2 separate regions of the Mus musculus genome follow, and region 1 is linked to region 2. The links are chromatin contacts, called in public Hi-C maps. All regions are on one chromosome and are shown on one strand. Each heading gives the region's core, a stretch centred on a gene start, on an enhancer-like site or on the middle of the called end of the contact. The rest is flanking DNA. Distances are from core to core; before and after follow the strand shown. Region 1 has its middle 45 kb from the start of Hif1a. Region 2 has its middle 6.0 kb from the start of Gm8075.

Evidence for each region. A called contact is a pair of places that touch in the nucleus more often than the background predicts.
Region 1: a Hi-C map of Sertoli cells shows a contact between it and region 2, with 1.8 times the contacts expected there. The contact joins two enhancer-like sites. A contact is called at or near these places in 5 of 484 Hi-C or Micro-C datasets (Sertoli cells, bone marrow-derived dendritic cells, bone marrow-derived macrophages and 2 more), 3 of 115 datasets of contacts at active chromatin or transcription factors (bone marrow-derived dendritic cells, hepatocytes and liver) and 1 of 9 other capture datasets (embryonic stem cells).

What each region holds. Positions count from the first base shown.
Region 1 is chr12:73,860,173-73,865,492 of GRCm38.p6, forward strand. No RefSeq gene overlaps it. Among named protein-coding and RNA genes, the nearest start is that of Hif1a, 45 kb to the right of the region's middle. Within about 2 kb of position 2,974, at least 7 of the 459 cell types and tissues checked have an H3K27ac peak or open chromatin away from gene starts, as enhancers often do. A contact at or near this core is called in Sertoli cells, where this site is marked.
Region 2 is chr12:73,787,097-73,792,144 of GRCm38.p6, forward strand. No RefSeq gene overlaps it. Among named protein-coding and RNA genes, the nearest start is that of Gm8075, 6.0 kb to the right of the region's middle. Within about 2 kb of position 1,980, at least 103 of the 459 cell types and tissues checked have an H3K27ac peak or open chromatin away from gene starts, as enhancers often do. A contact at or near this core is called in Sertoli cells, where this site is marked.

The DNA.
Region 1 (5,320 bases), core at 1,724-4,223, 74 kb after region 2:
CCCAATTATGTGAGGAACCTCAGCCTAAGGCTACAGATTTCCATCTTCTACATGATTTAGTAACCAGAGGCTGAGAACCTTACAAATAAATTGACAAAGACCTGTCCAGGGCACTCATTCTCAAGTCCACACTGGGTTCCCCCATAACTATAGCTGTACTCCTTTACCACCTACTTATGGTGGCCTCTTATCTATCGACAGCCCCATATTGACCTAATGTTCTGGCCTAATTGATTATTCACACTTCTTTCTTTCTCCCAATGGTCTGAGTCTGGACACTAAAGGCAACTGCCTGCCACCTTAGCTTTTACCAACCTCCTGTGGCTTTCCATGTGCCCAGGGCTTTCCATGAGCCCTGAGGTCTTCCTCCACCCTGAAGAGCCAGGGTTTGAAAACAGTGCCAGCCTCAGAGTTAACCAACTAAAAGGCAGTTGAGATAAATGACCTCAGCTCTCTGTGTGTCTGGAGAGGTCACTTGCCACTTCTGCATCTCAATTTACACATAGAAAGACAGGACGTTAAAGTAAATGGATTTTAGAAATAAATGCCCATCCTCTACTCTTATCTACCACTCAAGCCTAGTTTTATCTGAGAAGAGAGGTTTTGATGATCAGTAGTTTTACTCAGGGAGCTGGCACACCACAAAGGGTCCGAGGTCACATTATAGTCTTCTGGAAGCATCTTATAAAGTCAAATGAACTTGACTATTGCATGGAACCTATGGAGTCTGCTTTGGGTTGTTTGTTTGTTTGTTTCAAACAGGGTGCTTGATATCCAGGCTGGCCTAGAACTAGATAAGTAGCTGAGGATGGCCTTGAACTCCTGATTCTCCTGCCTCTGCTTCCCTGGTGCTAGAATTGTAGAAGTGACTCACTATGGCTTGCTGGCTATAGATGTATTACCATCATATCCCAAGCTTCCAGAACTTTCAAACCAGGAAGCAGTGTCGCTAGAGCGCTCTTATACCAGAAAAACAAAAACAAAACAGAACTCTGTTTTTTTCATCCCAGTTTGTCCCCAAGAAAAGCAATGTCTTTTTTAACTGCCCATGGGACTTGACTCCCATTCCCAAGAACTATAGACATATAAATAGATATATGTTACTGTCCTGATTAGTCTTGTCAATGTGATACAGACTAGGGTTGTCTGGGAAGAACATTGATTGCCTATAGGGCATTTGTGTGTGTGTGAGAGAGAGAGAGAGACAGGGTTTCTCTGTGTAGCCCTGGCTATCTTGGAACTCACTCTGTAGACCAGACTGGACCTGAACTCAGAGATCTGCTTGCCTCAGCCTCCCAAGTGCTGCAATTAAGGGTAAGCACTACCACACTTAGTTTATATAAGGGATTTTATTAATTAATGACTAATAAAGAAGGGCCAGCTCACTGGGGTAATGAGGCCCTGGGCAGTTGGTCCTGGGTGGAGTAAGATAGCAAGTTGAGCAAGCCATGAGGATTGATCCAGTAAACAGTACTTCTGTATGGTCGTTGCTTCATTTCTGTCTCCAGATCTGTGTTTCTCCTGCCTGTGTTTTTGCCATGGCTTCTCCTTAGGATGGACTCTAACCTGCAGGTCAACTAACCCTTGCCCCCAACACATATTGCTTTTGGTCATGGCGTTTTATCACAGCAGTAGAAAGTTAACTAGAGCAGTCAGCATCTGTGATCCTATAGAGATAGGTAGATGTATGCCTTAGTCAATTTATCTTCCCATTCTTGACAAGCATCCACGTGTGCTCCATTTTCCATAGGAGATTTGACTTTGCCTTCATCTTCTCATTAATGATTACACTCATTAGCTTACTTATTAATTGCTTTATACTTGGATAATCTCTACTTAATTAGCGGGAGAAAATGCTGGGTGAGAGGTGAAGACTGAAGTCAGTATCTTTCAAAGCCAAAAACCGAGCACCAGCTTACGTGATGAAGAGAGGGGTGTGAAGGAGGGGTCAAAAGGACAGAAGAGGATGCACCAGAGAGAAATTGGAACAGATGCTTTCCACAAGAAATTGCAGCGCCTCAGATGAGAAAGGAAGTCTTTCTAGTTCTTGGAGGGTCTGCTTGCCCCCTATTGTATTTCATCTATGTTTAAATTCTCCTATATCCTCTCCATCTGTCTTCTTTTCGCTGAAATTCTGAGTCTCTAGTTATTGAATCCAAATATTCCACCGAAGCCTTTAAAGATCCCTGTTAATTATATAGTCTTAGTGTCCCTGCAATCCAGGAGAACTATCAGTAAGAGCCTCACAATCAATAGAGAACGACTTTGGAGGATGGAGACTTACAAGGTACTGTTTGCGCAGGTGTACCAGCTGTGGTTGAATGTTAGGAAGAGGGCCGTGACCTGAGGTCCCTGTCCATAGTTCGCTTAACTATTCCTGGGCTTGAAAAGTTAAAGAACACACTACTCGGCTAAAATATGGCTGGGACACAGAATTGAGAAGCTCTGGCTCTAAATCTGAGGGAGCCAGTGAGAACAAAGAACAAAGGCCACCTAATGTGACCCCATAGAAAGGAAATATGGGGAAATAGGGACTGCCATTATCCAGCCCCCTTACAACATCCTACTGGATTTCCCCTCTGGAAGACTCCTTCTGGACCTTAGTGTGCTGCCAGACCTCTCCATGTTTCCACATGGTTCTGTTTCTCAGGACAGACCCATTAAGAAAAACTGACTGCATTCACAGTGTATTCACAGTGTATCTGAATGCCTTGCAGACTGCAACTTCCTAAGGAAGGAATCCAATCTCTCGTAGCTAAGGTAGGACATACCTATCTCTCTGGAAGGTGAGAGGAGTCCCTGTCTGCAAACACAAGCACACTGAGTTGCCCACATTGCCAGGAGTGCCTCTCCGGCAGAGCAAGGCAGCCTGTTTCCGAAGCCTGAGCCCATCAGCCTCGGAGAAGCCTTTCTGAGACACGAGCAGCAGGGGCCATAATGAGAAGTGGCAGCGAGTGTGAAATCTTGTCACTGGCCAGAGGCAACTGGAAACAAGGCCCAAAATAGCCCAGGCAGAATCCCAGTTTCAGGGCAAGGATGGGAGCTGTGCTTTTCATCAAGAGTTCTCCTCTGTACCATTTAGAGGACTCGTGGACCACACAGTTATTTCTATTCCAACCCCTCGGGAGAAGCCTGTGCCACAGTGCTCTTCTCTGTCACCAGGAAAAAACAGGATATCTCAGTAGTCCTTGGGAAACTACACAGAGTCGTCACAAATAGATGGTAACCTAGGAGGGCTAGGGTCCAGAACAAATCTACATGAGGAGCAGCTAGAGAAAGTTCTGACTCACTCTCAAAACTACCTTTCTTTCTCCTCGTTGGGATGAAAATATTTCCTTTCCACGCCAGCTTCGGGTAAAGCCAACCATCATGTCCTCTATTCTCAGATCCATTCCATGAAATCCAGTATCACAGCCTCCTGGTGGTATTAGTGGCATAGTGACATCATCTGGGAAGAAGTAATACAGCTCTTAAATAAGGTCATCAATTCCAGAATATAAATCCAAATCAATATAACTCGGTGGACTGGCACTGGCTGAAGTACAAGGCACAGAGGACACTAAAATGTGCCTAAAATAACTTGACCTTCAAAGAAATGGATACAGAAAGAATTATAACATAGAGCTGTGCATAAAGTAAGGCTTTGTGTTTTATAAAAAGTAAGGTCATTGCAAAAGAGAATCCATAATCTAATCTTGAGTGGAAGCTAATGAGGCATGAACCTGGCTTCACACAATGAAGAAGAATCCATGGGTCAGCTTAACTTCAGGGAGAGCATTTCAAGAAAAGGGGAATGGGCTGTGTGCAGGCAAAAAATCATCTAAGCAAGTGAGTTGGGTCAGGAAGGAGAAATGAGCTGACACTGCTGGACCATAGCCGTTCCGGGGGAGAAGACAGAGATGAGGCTATACACCCAGCTGTCAGCAACGGATCATCATGTGTTCTGAGAACCTAATGGCATATGCCAGGCTCAAAATAGTCTCTTCTCTGTTTTTCATATTGCTCTGTAATTACATGAAAGTGTTGAAGCTCGGGAAGTCCAATTTCAGTCCCGCCTTTCTCTGCGTAGGAGTTCTTGAGCAGGAGGAATAGACAGGAGCAGTAGCTTCGTGTATTGTCTACCTTCACGTCTGTCCCTCAGGTGGACCCATGGAAACCAAAATGCCGCTAAAGCCTGGAGAGTGGTGTGTGTGTGTGTGTGTGTGTGTGTGTGGTGTGTGTATTATGTGTGTGTGTGTTTCGCAGTTAGTGCTGTCCCCTGATTGCAGGGTGAACAGCTGTTAACAGTGGTTCAAGAGAGGTTTTCTGGGAGTGTAGGAACAAACCACCACAAACTGGTTACTTAAAATGACAAAAATGTATTTTCTTAGAGCTCTGAAGGCCAGAAATCTAAAATCAACTCCTTCTGGGACTGATTGTCCTCTAACCACTTCCAGCCTCTGTGAGCTGGCAGCAACCTGGCTTCCTTGACTTGTGAGCACACCTCTTCAGTCTCTGCCTTCTGTCTGTCTCTCTTTCCTCCTCCGTCTATTGTAATGATGTTTGGTATCATAGTGAAGGCCCACCTGGGGGCACCAGGACAATCTCATCCTAAGATCTTTAATTAGGTAGGTCTGTAGTTCCCCCCCGCCACCCCAGATAAGGTACCATTCACAGTGTCTAGAATTTGAGCATAGACCTATCCTTAAAGGGGTGGCACTGTTCACCCACCGAACACAGAGAGAATTATCTGATTTCTCCAGCTGCGCTAAGATCTCATGCAACGTCACATGCCACACCCTATCACTTGTACACCACTAGATGTGATTCAGCCTGGTCAACATATAATAATAATCAGTGACCATACTAATAGCCTCGTGGGTGAAGTCATGAGAATTAAGATGGTCAGAATTCAGTAGTGAGGGACAAGAATATAGCTCCGTTGGCAGAGTGGTTGACTGACCCGCAGTCTGAGCTTGATCACTAGCACTTTACAAGCTGAGTGCAGTGGTGGAGGCAGGAGGAGGAGAGAGATGTCCAGGGTTATCCTTGGCTACATAGCAAACTTAAGGTCGGGCTGCGATACACAGGCTCCAGTCCTCAAAACAAACATAAAAACAACTTAGTTGGCATTCTGAAGGCAGAAGGAAGAAGGAGGTGGTAGGACATCGCTGGTCCTCCTGACAGAGGTGAGAAGGTAAGGAGAAAGGGATAGCCCAGGGTTCTTAGATATTGCAGGGGACAGTGTGAACATCTCACCCAGACCTTGCATGCAATTCAGGACCCCACCCCACTCCGCCTTCTTTTCAAGTGATCCTGTAACCCTGTAAGGTTAGCTTAA
Region 2 (5,048 bases), core at 730-3,229:
GCTCCACATCATGTTTCCACTGGCCGCATGCCCAAACCCTGCTGCTACACTGTACCACACAGTCATGAGTCTAGGCTCAGCACTGAGGAGCTCAGCAAGTATATACTTAATTCTCAGCAAGGAAATCAAGTACACGGCCAGGGCTCTCGGCCCCCAGGGTGAAGGAGATGTCGTTTGGGATTCTGTTCGCAGAATTAGCCTTCTATGGATGCTAGGAAACCCCTGAGGTCCACGTCCATTTGTTTGTTACTTGTGGTGTTTGACTTCTAGGAATAAGAGTGAAAGCACCTTCCTACCCGTGCAGAACTCCAGGGTAAAGATCTGTTTGGGGAGGCGTGTGTTAAAAGAAAGTCCTTTTCTGGGATTGAAGGGACGCATGGTTTTTAGTATTAAAGGTTCGATGTGTGCACTTGCTCCATTTTCCAGTGGTCCTGGGCTGGTCCACATGGGTTAGTCGCACATCTTCTCCCACGTCGATGTCTAGTGAATTCAATGCTAGTTTAAAGTCGGTGGCGGTGGGAATATTTATACTATAGAAATGGGAAAGTACTAAAAATAAGGCCCTTTATTATCGTGATTACTTCAGAAAGCCCAACAGCACATCCCTGGAATTCAAGTAGTGAGAAAATTTTGCTCGGATGACTAGCAGTGAACAGAGGAGCTACGGTCCAATAAAATCCATTTACATTCCAAGTAGAAATGGGTTTAGCTGGGCTCTGCTTTTTACCAGCTGTTGCCAGCGGGGCCTGGGGGAGACTGGATACTGAAACCACTGGGGACCTTAGTTTCCTTGTGTATAAAATAAAAGTACTAATCACCTGCGAGAACACTCTTGAGGACCAAATGAGATAATGCCCTAGTCACTTGCTAAACTAAACTCCCTCTCTTGGGTGCACATTTCAACAAGTACCAGAAACAAAGAGCATACCTTTGAATCACAGAGTTTTCTTCAGTTTTCTTGATCTCCCAGAGAACAAGGATGAAACAAAGTCAAAGATGGCAGGCTGTGAAGAGAAGAGGGGAGCAGCGTTGGGAGCGTTGCCTGTGGTCTACATTTGCAGCTACAACTTAGACCCGATGCAAAGAGTTGGTGGAGAAAATTAGCAAGGTATTGTATGTGTGGCTCCCAGCCTGCACTGGAGAAGCTTCCTTCTGCAGCCAATGGGAACCATTACAGAGATGCACCACGGTCAAGTACAGGGCATTAGTGCCTTGCCCAGTAAGTATATCTACAATGCAACCTTATACCTAAGACTCAAGAAACATTGCAGAAGAGGGAACAGAAAGACTGTAAGAACCGGAGGGACCAGGACGTCTGCTGTTAGACTAGGTCTTTTAAACATGACAGTGCTGCTACATCCATAAATCTCAATAATAATGGTTGCCTTTAATACCTGCATATTGACAACACCTGTTGAGATGCTAGTGAGGATGAGGCAAATTTCACAAGGCAGATGAAGAGTTACAGGTGATCAATGTCTTCTAAGAGAAGATAAGTAAGTTTTCTCCAGGGATAAAACTCCTGGAGATGGGTTTTCCAGTTCCAAGTGGCCAACCCCAAACATCCACCTACATAAGAGGAACACTAAATGGACTCAGTGAGGTAGGTATGTGTGTGTGCACGTACATGGGAAGAGTTGCCAGGAGGAGAGGGAAAGGTAGGTAGGATGATGTAAATATAATGCTTACAGATGCAATTCTCAACACAATTACATTTAAAGGGGAAGCGTTCTCAGAGGTCAGATACACAGCTGTTTGGAATGAAGTCTTGGATGAAGCATTGAAGAAATGGCCCGGAAGTAAAGGGTGGGGAGGAGAGAGTTAAAGTTTTTACCACCCTCCTCAAGATAAGACATGGCCTAAGGGGGCTTCTCTGTTTATCTTGCACCCCATTAAAGCACCAGACCAGGCCCTGTGAGGAGCACCATGTGCTGTGGATAAGCTCTGCAGAGTCACGGGCTCAACAAACCTCCCTTCTGGCTCACTGCCTTCTCAGAGTGTTAGCACCCAGCTGGAATTCCCAGGATGTGCTTCTGGAGATGGCCTTGATTTCAGGGACTGCCAGCAGCAGCTGCCAAGTGCACGCTATGGGCTATAAAGACTGTGAACTTGGGGGCCAGGAGACATGGGTATAAAACCTTACTGGGCATTCACCCTGCACTGTTCCCAACCTTCACCCTCATCAGTTAAGTGGTACAATAGATCGAATGTCTCTTCTACAAAACGCTTGAGACCAACAGTGCTTAATGTCTGGGGAGTAGGGATATTATCACCCACCTGATAAGACTGTGAAGAGAAAAATAGAACGACTTGTAAACCTCTAACTCTCATTACAAATTTCAGTTATTCTTTTAGCATGACTAAGGAATTAATTTTATAAGTAGGGTGTTTTTTAGAAGTTTCATTTCTTTTTTTAAAAAAAAAAAGTGTGTGTGTGTGTATACCATATCTCCCTCGGGTGTAAAAGTCAGAGGGCATCTTTCAGGGATCTGTTGTCTCCTTATACCATGTGGACAACAGTATCGAACTCAGGTCTTCAGGATTGAAAACAAGCACCTTTACCCAATGAGTCTTCTTGACATCTCCCAAAGTAGGGCCTCTTAGCTTAGGATTTCTCTGGCTGAAGATACCAAAAGCATCAATCAAGGACAGGAGAGGGAGGGAGGGAAAGAAGGAGAGGGAGAGAGAGAGGAGAAAGAGAGATGAAAGAGGTCATTTTCCACTTTATAGTAGAGTAGTGTAGAGTCCAAGTAATGTGTCTAAGAGCAGGCCCCTATCTCTTGCTTTATTCCCAGAATCCTCCACTCCCATTAGCTTTTTATTTTGCTAGGAAATAATAATGTACCTAGAACCAGGAACTGTGGTGTAGCCTACTTGTCTAGCATGAACAAAGACCTTGGGTTCGATCCCTAGCACTGTATAAAACTGGCTGTTAAAATGCATGCCTAGAATCCCAGCCCTGCAGGAGTGGAGGCAGGATGGTCAGAAGTTCAAGAGCATCTTTGACCACATAGTCAGCTCAAGGCTAACCTGGGCTACTTGAGACCATGTCTCAAAAACAAAAGCATCTTAGAACTGCTTTTATGAGTCTGTTTTTTTTTTTCAATGTTCATTTTTTATGGGGTAGGGCATCATTGAACGGGAAAAATCTGGCATTTGTCCTTGCTCCCCTGCACATTTCTCACTGTCTTCCATGAGGTTTTCCATTCTAAATGAAAACCACTATCCTACAGAGACAGCATACTCTCTGCACGGAGACACACAGATACCTAGATAAAACACAGGCACTTCCAAACCAGTGCCATAGCTCCGAGAAGGTCAGGTATAGGTCACAGCAGCTTTCTGTGTCAGTCAAGAGTCAAGGCAGAGTAGGAACATAAAAAGCATCTTAGTGACACGTGGGGCTTGCTCCTTTCTCAGCCAACCCTCCTGTTAGGGGAATCTGCGAAAGCCTGTGTTTCCCAGCTGACTTAATGCCACATACCGCTTCCTTATGACTCTTGTGGCCTGCCCAACAACCCCCTGGCCCTGGCTGATGACATGCAGAGGCTCAGAAAGAGATGAACTCCTGCTTCCAAGAGGGATCTAAAGGCATGCTGGGAACATTGTGTCTGGAATCCTGTGCTCAGCTGCTCAGGAATGCTGGTTTGGGCAACTTTCTGGTTTGACTTACAGGAAGGGCCGATGGGGACCAGCAGGAATGTTGTAACAGCTCACATCACCTTGGAAAAATACTCTTCAGTGCAGCCCGGCATTGTAAGTCCAGGAAGCAGCTGCTGATGAATCAGCAGCCTCCTCTTTCTTGTGGCTTCAGGAAGTGTGTCCACCGCCTCACCCATCTCCTCTCCAGGGAGAGTTCCCTGTGCCAGCCACGTACAGGCTTTACTGGAAGGGATGCAGAGAGGACTCCTTGCAGATATTCTAAGTACACAAGGGAGTAGATAAGGGCTGGGGAGGAGGGGCCTCTAGGCCCCAGGCTCTACCTGGGGCTCTTGGAAATATTTTCCAGCTTTTAGTATAGAAAATCATGTGGCTGGTAACTCTCTTGTCTGGAGTTCAAAACAGTAAAAGTAGGTGGAAATCTCCACGGATGGGACGGCAACGTCGGCGCTTGGTTCACTGCGACTCCACCCTGTACCTGCAGAGCCAGAAAGATCTGAGGAGCTTGTAGGTTAATCTCGTGATGAGGCAGCCGTTTGTGCTCCCCTGGAACTGCTGGTCTGCTCTACCTGTCCTGCTGCAGTCTGAACAGGGGACATAAAGACAAAGAGTGCGAGCTGAGGGACTGACTCTGACTTCCTCATAATGCCAACTCCAAAGAAGTCCCTGCAAGCGCTAACTTTGGCCTCGGTTATGGGCCAGAGCCCACGTTTTATATATGTTATGAGGAAACATCTAAGAAGTCCAAGGTCTGAGGAGAGAGATGGAACAAACCTCGGAGGCTTAAAAGTTTTTCAGACTGCTCCCCTCATAGAGTAGGAAGCAAAGAGCCCATGAGGCAAGTGACTTGGCAGGGGTGCATGCGCAGAGACGATGCCGCTGCCTTCCCGAGTCTCCCTCTGATTTCCTGGCTCAGCTCGTGGAGCTTAGGAGAAAGTCGGGATTCTGTCAAGTCCACAGCCTGACTGGGAGAGGGGGTTTCTCAAACCTTAGATGCCAACCCAATTGCTTGGCGGGGTAGGCAAGCACAGATTTGAGGAGACAGAGAACCCCTGAAAAGACGACACCAGTGTCTCCTTAACCAGCTGTTCTCAACCTGTGGATTGTGACCCCTTTGGGGTCGACCGATCCTTTTGCAGGGGTCACCTAAGACCACCAGAAAACACAGATATTATGATTCTTAAGAGTAGCAAAATGACAGATATGAAGTATCAGTAAAGATACTTTTATGGCTGGGGCTCATCACGGCAGGAGGAACTGTATTAAAGGGTCACAGAGTTAGGAAGGTTGAGAACCACTGCCCTTAACCTTTTCCTCTCCCCAGCCTGCCTGTGCTCACTACACATCCTCATCCACTTTTGGTTGTTGAGATGTGGCCCACCCGGCAT